Regions from separate parts of the Sus scrofa genome. Here regions 2 and 3 are each linked to region 1. Evidence: chromatin contacts called from public Hi-C data. All regions are on one chromosome and are shown on one strand. The core of a region is the stretch at or near the end of the contact, and the rest is flanking DNA. Distances in the headings are between cores, read along the strand shown. Region 1 holds the start of ORC4 (origin recognition complex subunit 4). Region 2 overlaps EPC2 (enhancer of polycomb homolog 2). Region 3 holds the start of EPC2 (enhancer of polycomb homolog 2).

Region 1 (3,500 bases), core at 473-2,972:
TTACCATAAAAATATCATTACTACATTTAAAAAAAAGAAATTGTTACCATAAAAATCCAGCCATCTTTGGGAGTACTGAAGAGGGAGGAAAGAATAGGAATGGATTGGCGGGGGGAGGGCGGAGCATTGTTTTCTCTCTTTGGTAGTGATTACAAAGTGTGCACGTTATAATTATTCATTATACTGCATATCTACGACTTGCACACTTTTTTGCACATTTTTATTTTGTCGTAAAAAATTAAAAACTTGTTACGTAAGGCACTTTTATTGATTTGCTATAATTTTTTTCTGTTCTAAAGTGGCAAACATTTGGTTTCAATATAAACAAAATGTTAAGGCACAGGTGTCTAGTTTTTACTCCATTCGACAAGATTACTGCACACACAGAAAGTGGTAAAAGCAGTCAATGATGCATGAATAGGATCTACTGTCAAAACACATAGAAGTAAAACGTAGAAAATAAGTAGTAACTTTAACTAAGAGTACGCTGAAGGACACACCACAGAATTAAATAATACCAACACAACATAAATATGTGGAATTTTGGATTCCCGGTCTTAAAAGAAACTATACATGAGTGATAATCTTTCAAAGCACCTTCAAAAGAAGTTAACTGAAAGACTAGAATGGTTTTAGTTATGATTGTATGAACTGAATGTGAAAAAGAAACGGTGCAATTTTACTGAAAAAAATACCTTTATTAATGAAAATCCATGAATCTTTTCTTAAATATTCTGAATTAACATAAGGGAAGCATTATTTCCAGCAAAACCAGTTGCATTTAATTGAAAAACCAAAGGCTAAATCCGAGGCTAGTAACCAAAGTAATTTAAAATAAAAACCCATTAAAATAATTTTTAAAAACCCTCATCTACACTACAGAAAGGGAGAACTTTGATGATATACCTTCCTTATCAACGGTAACATACAATATCAAGGATTACACAATCCCATATCCTTTTCTAAGAACAACCATAGGCGTTGTGGTGCAGCAACAACGCAAGACAGGGAGAGAAATTCCACTCGAGACATCCTAGCTTATTCCCTCCCCAAAGCCACTCCAGAATTCCTAGAAGGATAGCGAAGTAAGGATTGATGGTCATAACATCCAACATAAGCAATGCATTTAATGCTATAAGTTGTCAAAAATCACACAGCTTGTCTCCCTTGCTAGGCAGGTCCCCTGCTTTGAGCTGAAACAGTCATCAGAAGGCTCCGGAGATCCAATTTTTCTCTTACACCTGGACCATCACATTCCTCACCACCACTGGGTGTAGTCTCCACCTGCCATAGATTTAATCTCATCAGGACTCCCTAAACTCTTCAAGGATTCGTCGCCCGCAGGCTCACAGGAAGGCTATGAGATGGAAGAAGCCAGCCTAGTTTCTGGCCTGCCTGGCCTAGACAGGCCTGCCCCCCTTCCCGCATACCCAGTCTCCAAAGCCTTCCATCCTCCCCTTTTCGATTCGCCTTTAGCCAGTGGCGCCCATGGCCTTCGTTCTGAGGCCAGCCGACCCCCATGTTACCTCTCACGAAAAAGCCAGCCCTTAAGAGGGCAGAGCGGTATTCTAGAGACCGCGGAAAAGGATCCACAAGCTCCTCTCGCCGCGTAGTCAGCTCTACCTCCCCAGAGGCTGCCAGCTATACACCACTACTCCCAGCGTGCCCCGCGCAGGGACCGCCTTTCCCACCACTCCCCTCTCCCGCCCAAACACGTGACCTCCTTTTGCCTTGGTCCACGCCCACTTCCGTTCCTCCACTTTCCCTTAGGAAGGAGGAGGGGGCTGGGGGTGTTAAAGAGTAGCGACTTCCTCCTACTCCCCGCCCCCGCCCCTCTACCCCCTGCTACAATGTCTTCCGGGTCGCGATCGCCTCGGAGCCTTCTGGGAAACCTTCACATTTCCTCCCCTCCCCCTCCTCCTGCCTTCAACCAACCAGCCTCCCGTCAGAGAGGGACATGCGCAGTGAGTGCCTCCCGTCTCTTCTACCCGAACCCCCCCTCCCCCCCAAGCAGAGAGACCCCAGCAGCAGCAGCAGCTGATGATGAAGAGAGAGGCAGTGGCAGAGGGGGGGCACCTTTTATTTCTATTTTTAAAGGGACAGGACACTAATTTTACCCCACTTCAACCTTGAATTGAGGGGGGTGGGGGGAAGGCGGCTGAGTTCCTTCCCCCACCCTCCAGCCCTGAGACCTGAGAGGGGGATTGAGCCTGAGAAAGAAGGAGAAGGAGTTTCTTCTTCTTCCAAACCCCCCCATCCACGACTCCTACCCCCTCACCCCTCCACTAGCCTCCCTCCCGAGCCCTCTCCATCCTCCTCCTCTTTGGCCGTGAGAGGAGAGAAAGAGACCAAAAGCCTCTTAGCAACACAGACCCTTCTCTGCTGCTGCTGCTGCTGCTGTTGCTGTTGCTGCTGCTGTTGCTGCTGCTGCTGCTGCTGCTGCTGCTACTGCTGCTTGGCCCTGGCTGGAGACATCTCACTACACCCAGGAGCAGCCACTTCCCCAGCTCTCCTCCTCCTTCGCCTCCTCCTCCTCCTCCACTCCCCCCCTCTTTATTACCCTTTGTGTCATCCTCCACAGCTCCAGGGAAGGCACTCAAAAGTGGGGGGCAGGAAAGGTAAGTGTGTCTGTGGGGGCTTCATTGCCTTCCTGTGGCTCTGACTTTAACTCTGGGGCAACAGTAGCACCAAACCACATACGCAGTGGAGCTCCCGGGTGAGGAGGGGGTGGTGCTGGGGGGTGGTGAAGGAGGAGTAGGAGTGGGGAGGGGTGTGTGAGGTGGGTGCCCATCCTGTCAGAGGAGGAAGGGCACTTTTTATTTTTATTTGCTGTTGTCAAAAGTGGTTTCTCTCCTCCAGCTAACATCTGATTGTGTCTTGGCTCCAGTGGGGGAGAATACAAAAACAACCCCCTCCTTCCTCCAATGAGGCGCCAGGGAAAGAGACAGAAAGAGGCACACTTTCTAGATGTCACTTTAAAAAATCATTTGGAGAGCTTTTTTCCTTTTTTCCTAGGAAAAGCTCTGCTGCATTTGTTTCTGTGTGGGAAAATGTCGGGATCTGGATTGTATCGGAACTGCTTATCCATTTGTAGACCTGAGTGTTTTCCCCTTTTTGGTTCTGTATGTGATTTGGATGTTGACTTCAGTGTTGGAACAGACTTGATTGGTTTTTGCTTTCTGGGTTTAATTTTCCTTTATTCGTTTTGTCTGACTTGCATAGAAAATTTCAAATTTTTGGTGATAGAGGCCTTTGGTTAGGTTTTGGCTTGTATTATTGCTTTTTTTTGTTAAATGTTTGTTCATATATTAGCATATGAAGTTCATAGCTCAAAATACTTAAAGTTTAAATGCCGCTGGTATTGTCTCTCTGTAGCTACGTTCCTGATATTTATTTTACATAAGATGAGAATATTCGCTATTTCATAATATGGGTATTTTCCTAATCTTTGCAACTTGTCTGAACAAGTAATCCCCATTGAAAACTTTTATGTTGTTCTG
Region 2 (3,500 bases), core at 268-2,767, 600 kb after region 1:
ATTTCTGCTCTAATTTTTATTTCCTTCCTTCTGCTAACTTTGGGTTTTGTTTGTTTTCCAAGTTCCTGGAGGTGTAAAGTTAGTTTGTTGATTTGAGATCTCTTTTCTTTTTTAATGGAGGTAGGAAATTCCTACCTCCATTAAACTTCCCTCTTAGTATTGCTTTTGCTTTATCCTTTGAGTTTTGTTTTGTTGTGTTTTCATTTGTCCGTTTTCGAAATTCCTTTGTAATTTTTCTTGACCTATTGATTGTTCAAAAGTATATTCAGTTTCCACATATTAGTGAATTTTCCAGTTTTCCTTTTGCTCATGATTTCTAGTTTAATTCCATTGTGGTTGGAAAAGATACTTGGTATGATTTCAGTCTTATTAAATTTGATAAAACTTGTTTTGTGGCCTAACATGTGATCTGTTCTGAAGAATTTTCTGTGTGTACCTGAGAAGAATGTGTGCTCTGCTTCTATACAGTATAGTGTTCTGTATATGTCGGTTAAGTTCAGTTGGTCTTAGTGTTGTTCAAGCCATCTGTTTCCTTATTGATACTCTATTTGGTTGATGTATTCATTATTGAAGATGATGCACATGCCCAGAGAGGTATCTTCAGAAAAGGTTTGGGGGCTTCCAGACTCCCCCCACCCCACCCCCAGATTGACTGGTGAAGGTCTTCCACTGTGTGAAGCCAATTCATAAAGACTGGGAGTGGTAGCTATTTTTTCAAATGCACAAATTACAGCAGTAAATAAAAAAACAAACAAACAAGGAACATGAAAAAACAGGGAAATATGGGTCAAAGGAACAAAATAAATCACCAGAAACTCACCGTAAGAAAAAAAATCTCTAAATTATTTGACAATAAAAATTTTAAACAAACATCTTAAAAAAGCTCAAGGCATTAAAAGAGAACACAAAAACAAAATCAGGAAAGATGATTTGGGGTATTGAAATCTCCTACTATTGTATTACTGTGTATTTCTCCCTTCAGTTCTGTCAGTGTTTGTTCTATATATCTGGGTGCTCTGTTGTTACGTGCATTTATATTTATAATTGCTGTAGCTTCCTGGTGACCTGACCTTTTCGTCATTGTGTAATGGGTGCTTTTGTGACTTAAGATAGTATTTGACTTACCTTTTTGTCTTAAGTTTCTATTCTTTTGCATAGAATATCTTTTTCCATCCTTTCACTTTTAGGTTATGTATTCCCTTATACCTAAAATGATGAGTTTCTTTTAGATAATATATAATTGGATTTTGTTTTTTAATCTGTTCAGTCACTCAGTGTCTTTTTTTTTTGATTGGGAAGTTTACTCTGTTTACATTTAAAGTAATCACTGATAGTGAAGGACTTAGTTTACTGTTTTGTTGTTTTCTGTATGTCTTTGTGGTTATCTTGTCCCTCTTTTTCTGTCTTACCAAATTTTGGTGATTTTTTTTTTTTTTTTTTTTTTTTTTTTTTTTGCAGTGTCATGCTTGATTCCGTTCTCATTTTCTTCTGTGTGTCTTTAGGCATGTTCTTTGTGGTTACCGTAGGGATTACGTAAAGTTTCATATAGTTAGAACACTGTGTTAAACTGATAAGTTGGGGCTTTTTTTGCTTTTATTTTTTAAATTCTATACTAGAATTAAAAATGACTTATGTGGAGTTCCCGTCGTGGCGCAGTGGTTAATAAATCCGACTAGGAACCATGAGGTTGTGGGTTCGATCCCTGCCCTTGCTCAGTGGTTAACGATCCAGCATTGCCGTGAACTGTGGTGTAGGTCGCAGACGCGGCTCAGATCCTGCGTTGCTGTGGCTCTGGCATAGGCTGGCAGCTACAGCTCCGATTGGACCCCTAGCCTGGGAACCTCCATATGCCGCGGGAGCGGCCCAAGAAATGGCAAAAAGACCAAAAAAAAAAAAAAAAAAAGACATATGCAATGCTATTATGGTATTACAGAATTCTTTGTCTATATATGTACCTTTACCAGAGAGCTTTATATGATATATGGCAGGTCTACCAGTGATTAACTCCCTCAGCTTTCCTTTATCTGGGTAGATCTTTTATTTCTTTCAGTTTTGAAGGACAAGTTTTCCAGATATGGTTAGTGGTTGGCAGTTTTGTTTTGTTTTTTCCAGTCCTTTGAATATATCATCCATTGCTTTCTGGCCTGTAATATTTCTGATGAGAAATTACTGATAATCTTCTGGATGCTCCCTTGTACCTGATGATTTACTTTTTCCTTTGCTGCTTTCCAGACTCTTTGTCTTTGACTTTTGACAGTTTGATTATAATATGTCTTAGTGTAGGCTTTTTTGAGTTCAGCTTAGTTGGAGTTTTTTTTCTTTGAGCTTTTTGACTTTGAATGTTCTTCTCTTTCCTTGGATTTGGGAAGTTTTCGGCCATTTATTTCTTCAAGTAAGCTCTCTGCACCTTTCTCCTCCTTTTGGGACTTCCATAGTGTGTATCTTGGTCTATTGAGAGTGTCACATAAGTTTCTTAGACTTTATTCATTTTTGTTGTTGTTGTCCTCTGACTCAGTGATTTCAAGTGTCCTCTCTGATTTCACTAATTCTTTCTTCTGCCTGATCAAGTCAGCTGTTGAACCCCTCTGGTGAATTTTTTTTTTCTCTCCTAAATTCAGTTAATGCAATCTTCAGCTCCATACTTCCCATTTGGTTCTTTAAAGTTTTCTTTCTTTCTTTCTTTTTTTGATATTTGCATTTTGTTCATGCATCATCTTTCCTGATTTTGTTTTTGTGTTCTCTTTTAATGCCTTGAGCTTTTTTAAGATGTTTATTTAAAATTTTTATTGTCAAATAATTTAGAGATTTTTTTTCTTACGGTGAGTTTCTGGTGATTTATTTTGTTCCTTTGACCCATATTTCCCTGTTTTTTCATGTTCCTTGTTTGTTTGTTTTTTTATTTACTGCTGTAATTTGTGCATTTGAAAAAATAGCTACCACTCCCAGTCTTTATGAATTGGCTTCACACAGTGGAAGACCTTCACCAGTCAATCTGGGGGTGGGGTGGGGGGAGTCTGGAAGCCCCCAAACCTTTTCTGAAGATAACTCTCTGGGCATGTGCCCATAATTTCCCACTTAAAAAGGTTTATTCCTTTTTTTTTCAGGATCATGTAATCTTTTGCTCCCTCTGGTGTTTGTTGTTGGTACTGGAAGTTTTCTGGTGTTGAAATAAGCCTCAAGTTCTTTTTTGTTCTCCACAGCCCCCAGGCATCCAAAGAATGCTGGTTCAGTCAGCCTTCTGAGTTAAGTGAGGCAGAAGTTAGTCCCTTGAGCAACTCCCCCAAAATTTGGAATGTTAGACACATGCTCCACCCTTCTTTCCTCCCAAGGGAGAAGCTGTGAGCAGAATACTTTTTCCTGATTACACCAGGAGGTATCAGGTTATGTCTGATGATGGAAGTTCTCCTGTGCTGTCTTGTTCCCTGTTGGGCTTTTTTTTTTTTTTTTTTTTGGTAAGTAGATTTATATGCTTTATACTCAATATTAGTTCTGTTGCATTT
Region 3 (3,500 bases), core at 439-2,938, 570 kb after region 1:
GACCCATTCCAGGGGGTAGAACTTGGATCAAGACATGCCCATAAGCTTGAGGAAGGTGTTTCTTACAAGAAGTGACTCACAGTACCTCCACTGTTTCTAACAACAAAGTGGATGGAAAATGCTCAAGCTCCGCTAATCAATGCCTGAATCCTTGCTGGACCCAAGCAAGAGCTTAAACTATTTAGACACTGCCATGAAATCCACATGTACATTCTGCCTTCAGAGGGGGAAGTGGAGAGAAAAGGGAGAAGGACAGGGAGGAAAAAGAGGGGAAGAAGTTGGTAAAAAGGAGAATGTGGTGGAGGAAAAGATGGAGCTTTGAGGTTCTATAGAAATGACTGTAGGAATAGGCTTTTTTTTTTTTCTCTCTTTCTCTCTTCTAGATGTGATCAAACTATCTACTTTTCTCTGAGCTAGGCAAAACATTGATCGATTATTAGAAAATGACAAAATGTGTTATACTCTTCCCAGGGATTTTTGTAGGAAAACTGTGATGCTTAAAGTCTAACTAAGGAACTCTTGGCTAAATGAAGTTGATATCAACAATCGCTGCCAAATAAATTTGAGTCAACTGGATTTTACCTCCTCTTTAGAACTTTCTCTAACCGGTTCAGGCTAAAGTAGTCTCCTTTCTCTGAACTCTCATGGCAACTATGGCCTGTATGACTCATTTGGTAATTAAGCATGTTCTACTGCCTTGTGTCATTGCCTATGTAGTTTTCTTCAAGTTATAAACTTTTTTTCTTTTGGCTGTCATTTACTTTTCAGTTGCCCTGTTCTTCAACTATTTACATCTCTTACTGTTACTCATCTTTTTAACCGTTCTGTCATCCCATCAAAGTGAAAGCTGCACGAGGACAGGAACTTTTCCTCAAACCTCTTGGCATCTTCCACAGCATCCAATATTTTACACGGATCTATCACTCTGGAAATGTTCTCTGCCTTGGTTAAAAATTATAAGCTTAATATTTTTGAAATCAGAAATATCATCCATTAAATAACTCTGAAGTTTTGGTGACAGGTTCAAGTGCACTTGTTGCATCTGGCAGCCTCAAACATTAACCCTCACTGCTGCCATTAGCATCCTCTCAGCGAAAGCGAGGATGCCTTACCTTGGAGAGCTCTTTCGGCCAGGTACCAAAAAAAAAAAAAAAAAAAAAGATGCGGGAAGAGGGCCGGGATTGCGGAGGCGTTCTCGGGGCAGACGAGACCCGACAGGTCTGCGCCCCTCGGAGCGGACGGAAGGAATGGACCTTTCGCACCTCCCAGGGATGCGCGATTTGGAGGATGAGAATTAGCTGGCGCTGTGGAGGTAAGTGCTGTGTAAGTACAGGCTCAGTGGGGCAGCTGTGGCTCGGTTGACATCTTCCCTTTCCCGCTCACAGACTTCTGCACACACGGGCTGCTCAGCGCGGCTGTGTTTTGCCCGGCGCCGTCCTCCGGGGCACCCAACTAGCTGGGTGTCGGGGCCGCGGAGGCAGAGGCGCACGCTCGGGGGCGCGGGTTAACTTGCGCACCTGACACCTGCCACACGGCTAGAGCGCCGGCAGCGGAGCAGAGGGCCGCTGCCGCCCCCCTACCCGGAGCGGCCCGAGGCTGAGCACGCTCCCGCGGGCCGGCAGCGCCGCGGAGAGAGTGGGTGGGCAGGCGAGGGAGGGGAAGGAGGGAGGGAGGGAGAGGGCGAGGCGCGTTCCCGCGGCGGGGGCGCGCTCTCGCGCGGGCTGCCGGGATCGCTCGCCGCCGCTGTGGTAATGTCCGCCATGTTGGCCATGGCGCAGGGAGCGGATCGGGCGGGCGAGCGGCGGATCTAGTGTGTGGAAGCGGCCGCGGGCGGCGGGGGGCTGTTTTCGGGCGGGGTGGGCGCCCATGCTGTGGCCGGGGGCAGTGAGGAGGAGGAGGAGGAGCGGGCCGGCCGCGCTGCACTGAGGAAGGTGGTGGAGGAGGCGGCGGGAGTCCTCCCCCCCTCCCCGCCCGCCCCGCCGCCGCCGCCCGGGCTGTTCCTGTAAGGCGGGGAGACAATGAGTAAACTCTCCTTCCGAGCGCGGGCGCTGGACGCCGCCAAACCGCTGCCTATCTACCGCGGCAAGGACATGCCTGATCTCAACGACTGCGTCTCCATCAACCGGGCCGTGCCCCAGATGCCCACCGGGATGGAGAAGGAGGAGGAATCGGTAGGGACTCGAGTGTTTATTACCCCCCCTTCCCTCCTCCCCCCTCCCCTTTGTCAGTCGGGCCTCGCCATTCACAGAGCGCTTTACGCTCGCTGGAGGGCGCCGCTGCCGCTCCAACGCTTGGGACCTTACGCCGGCGGAGTAGCGTAAACCCTCTCGGCCGGCGCAGCGCCCGCCCGCGGCCGCCATGTTGTTGCGTCCCAGTGTTGTGATTAGCTCGCAGCGCCGCTTACGCTGCCGTAAGGGGGCCTTGCCGTAAGCGGCGGCCCGGAATGGCGCAGGGGATGTTCTGGCCGCACTTGACGTACGGCCTCTGTTTACCTTTTTTGTCCCCCTGGAGTGGGATTATTTAATCCGCAGGGGATGCTTTGGCTAGGCAACGTTTTTCCCCCACTTTTGGATTCAGCCTTGCATTGGGTTCTTTTTGAAATGACTTGTGGAAAGTAAAACGCTTTCAAAACATCGTCTTCCTCTTAGCAAGGTAATTCTCGCACCCCGGCCCGCGTTGGTGCAGCAGGATTGAGGTGGTGCAGCACTGCGGCCGGGGAGGCTGAGGGCCACGACCACTAGGAGGATGTAACGTTAGAAGCCGCTGACCGGCTAGCTCCGGGCCCAGAGCGAGTCGGTTCTGCCTGCCTAGCCCGGACGGTGCCTGCTTAGTGTGAGGCTTTAGAAAGGGACTGGCGATGTTAGGCAACTAGCTGCCGATGCTCCACAGTCCTCGCCCCGCGTCCCTGAAAAATTGCCATGGGGGGGTGTTTTAGAAGTTGAGGACCTATTGCATCCATATTGACAGCTGCATTTTTATTAATAGCAGCAATTTGGGGCAAAAATGTTTTTTCTCCCTGATGCGTTAAATTTTGGATATGGTTGAATTTCCTCTGGCTTGACAGTGTTTATGACTCGAGTGGTGCTACTTGTGTGCGAAGTTCATAGTAACTGCACCCTCAAGAATTTCTTCAATGAACCTGTGGTCCCGCCTTATTGTCAACCTCGGGTGTGCGTGGATTGGTTCTCTTGCTTCTGTGACTGTCAAAAGAAGGCCCAAGGTTTCTGTGATTGGTTTTCTCTTATGACTATTAATATTGCAGGAAATGCTTTAATGCCTTTGATTGGTTGCTCCAGTTGTGACCTCATTATATTACCCTGTTATTACTACTTCTGCTGTGATTTAACCACATTCTTCGTTAATGTTTGATTACTTGAAAGCCTTGCACTTTCCGTAGAAAAGGAATATGTTCTCAGTGTCAAATGAATATTCAACTTAAAAAATAAACAAAATGAAAACCCAACATTTATGCTGAAGATTTTAGAGCTAAATCATATGTG

The links. A called contact is a pair of places that touch in the nucleus more often than the background predicts.
Region 2: a Hi-C map of alveolar macrophages shows a contact between it and region 1, with 4 times the contacts expected there. The contact joins the enhancer-like site here to the promoter of ORC4 in region 1. A contact is called at or near these places in 1 of 5 promoter capture datasets (fetal liver), 2 of 47 Hi-C or Micro-C datasets (alveolar macrophages and embryonic fibroblasts) and 2 of 2 datasets of contacts at active chromatin or transcription factors (alveolar macrophages and skeletal muscle).
Region 3: a contact with region 1 is called in a Hi-C map of liver, with 9 times the contacts expected there. The contact joins the promoter of EPC2 here to the promoter of ORC4 in region 1. A contact is called at or near these places in 2 of 5 promoter capture datasets (fetal liver and liver), 6 of 47 Hi-C or Micro-C datasets (embryonic fibroblasts, heart right ventricle, liver and 2 more) and 1 of 2 datasets of contacts at active chromatin or transcription factors (alveolar macrophages).

Annotation. Positions count from the first base shown.
Region 1 is chr15:4,094,761-4,098,260 of Sscrofa11.1, reverse strand. ORC4 (origin recognition complex subunit 4) reads right to left here and starts at 1,722. Exons shown (of 14, transcript XM_003133249.4): 1 at 1,527-1,722. It overlaps MBD5 (methyl-CpG-binding domain protein 5), which reads left to right and starts at 1,948. Exons shown (of 16, transcript XR_002339404.1): 1 at 1,948-2,618.
Region 2 is chr15:3,490,503-3,494,002 of Sscrofa11.1, reverse strand. The region is part of intron 1 of EPC2 (enhancer of polycomb homolog 2); the gene reads left to right. Among named protein-coding and RNA genes, the nearest start is that of EPC2, 34 kb to the left of the region's middle. Within about 2 kb of position 1,517, at least 1 of the 83 cell types and tissues checked has an H3K27ac peak or open chromatin away from gene starts, as enhancers often do. A contact at or near this core is called in alveolar macrophages, where this site is marked.
Region 3 is chr15:3,524,411-3,527,910 of Sscrofa11.1, reverse strand. EPC2 (enhancer of polycomb homolog 2) reads left to right here and starts at 1,688. Exons shown (of 13, transcript XM_021076083.1): 1 at 1,688-2,171. The coding sequence starts at 2,019.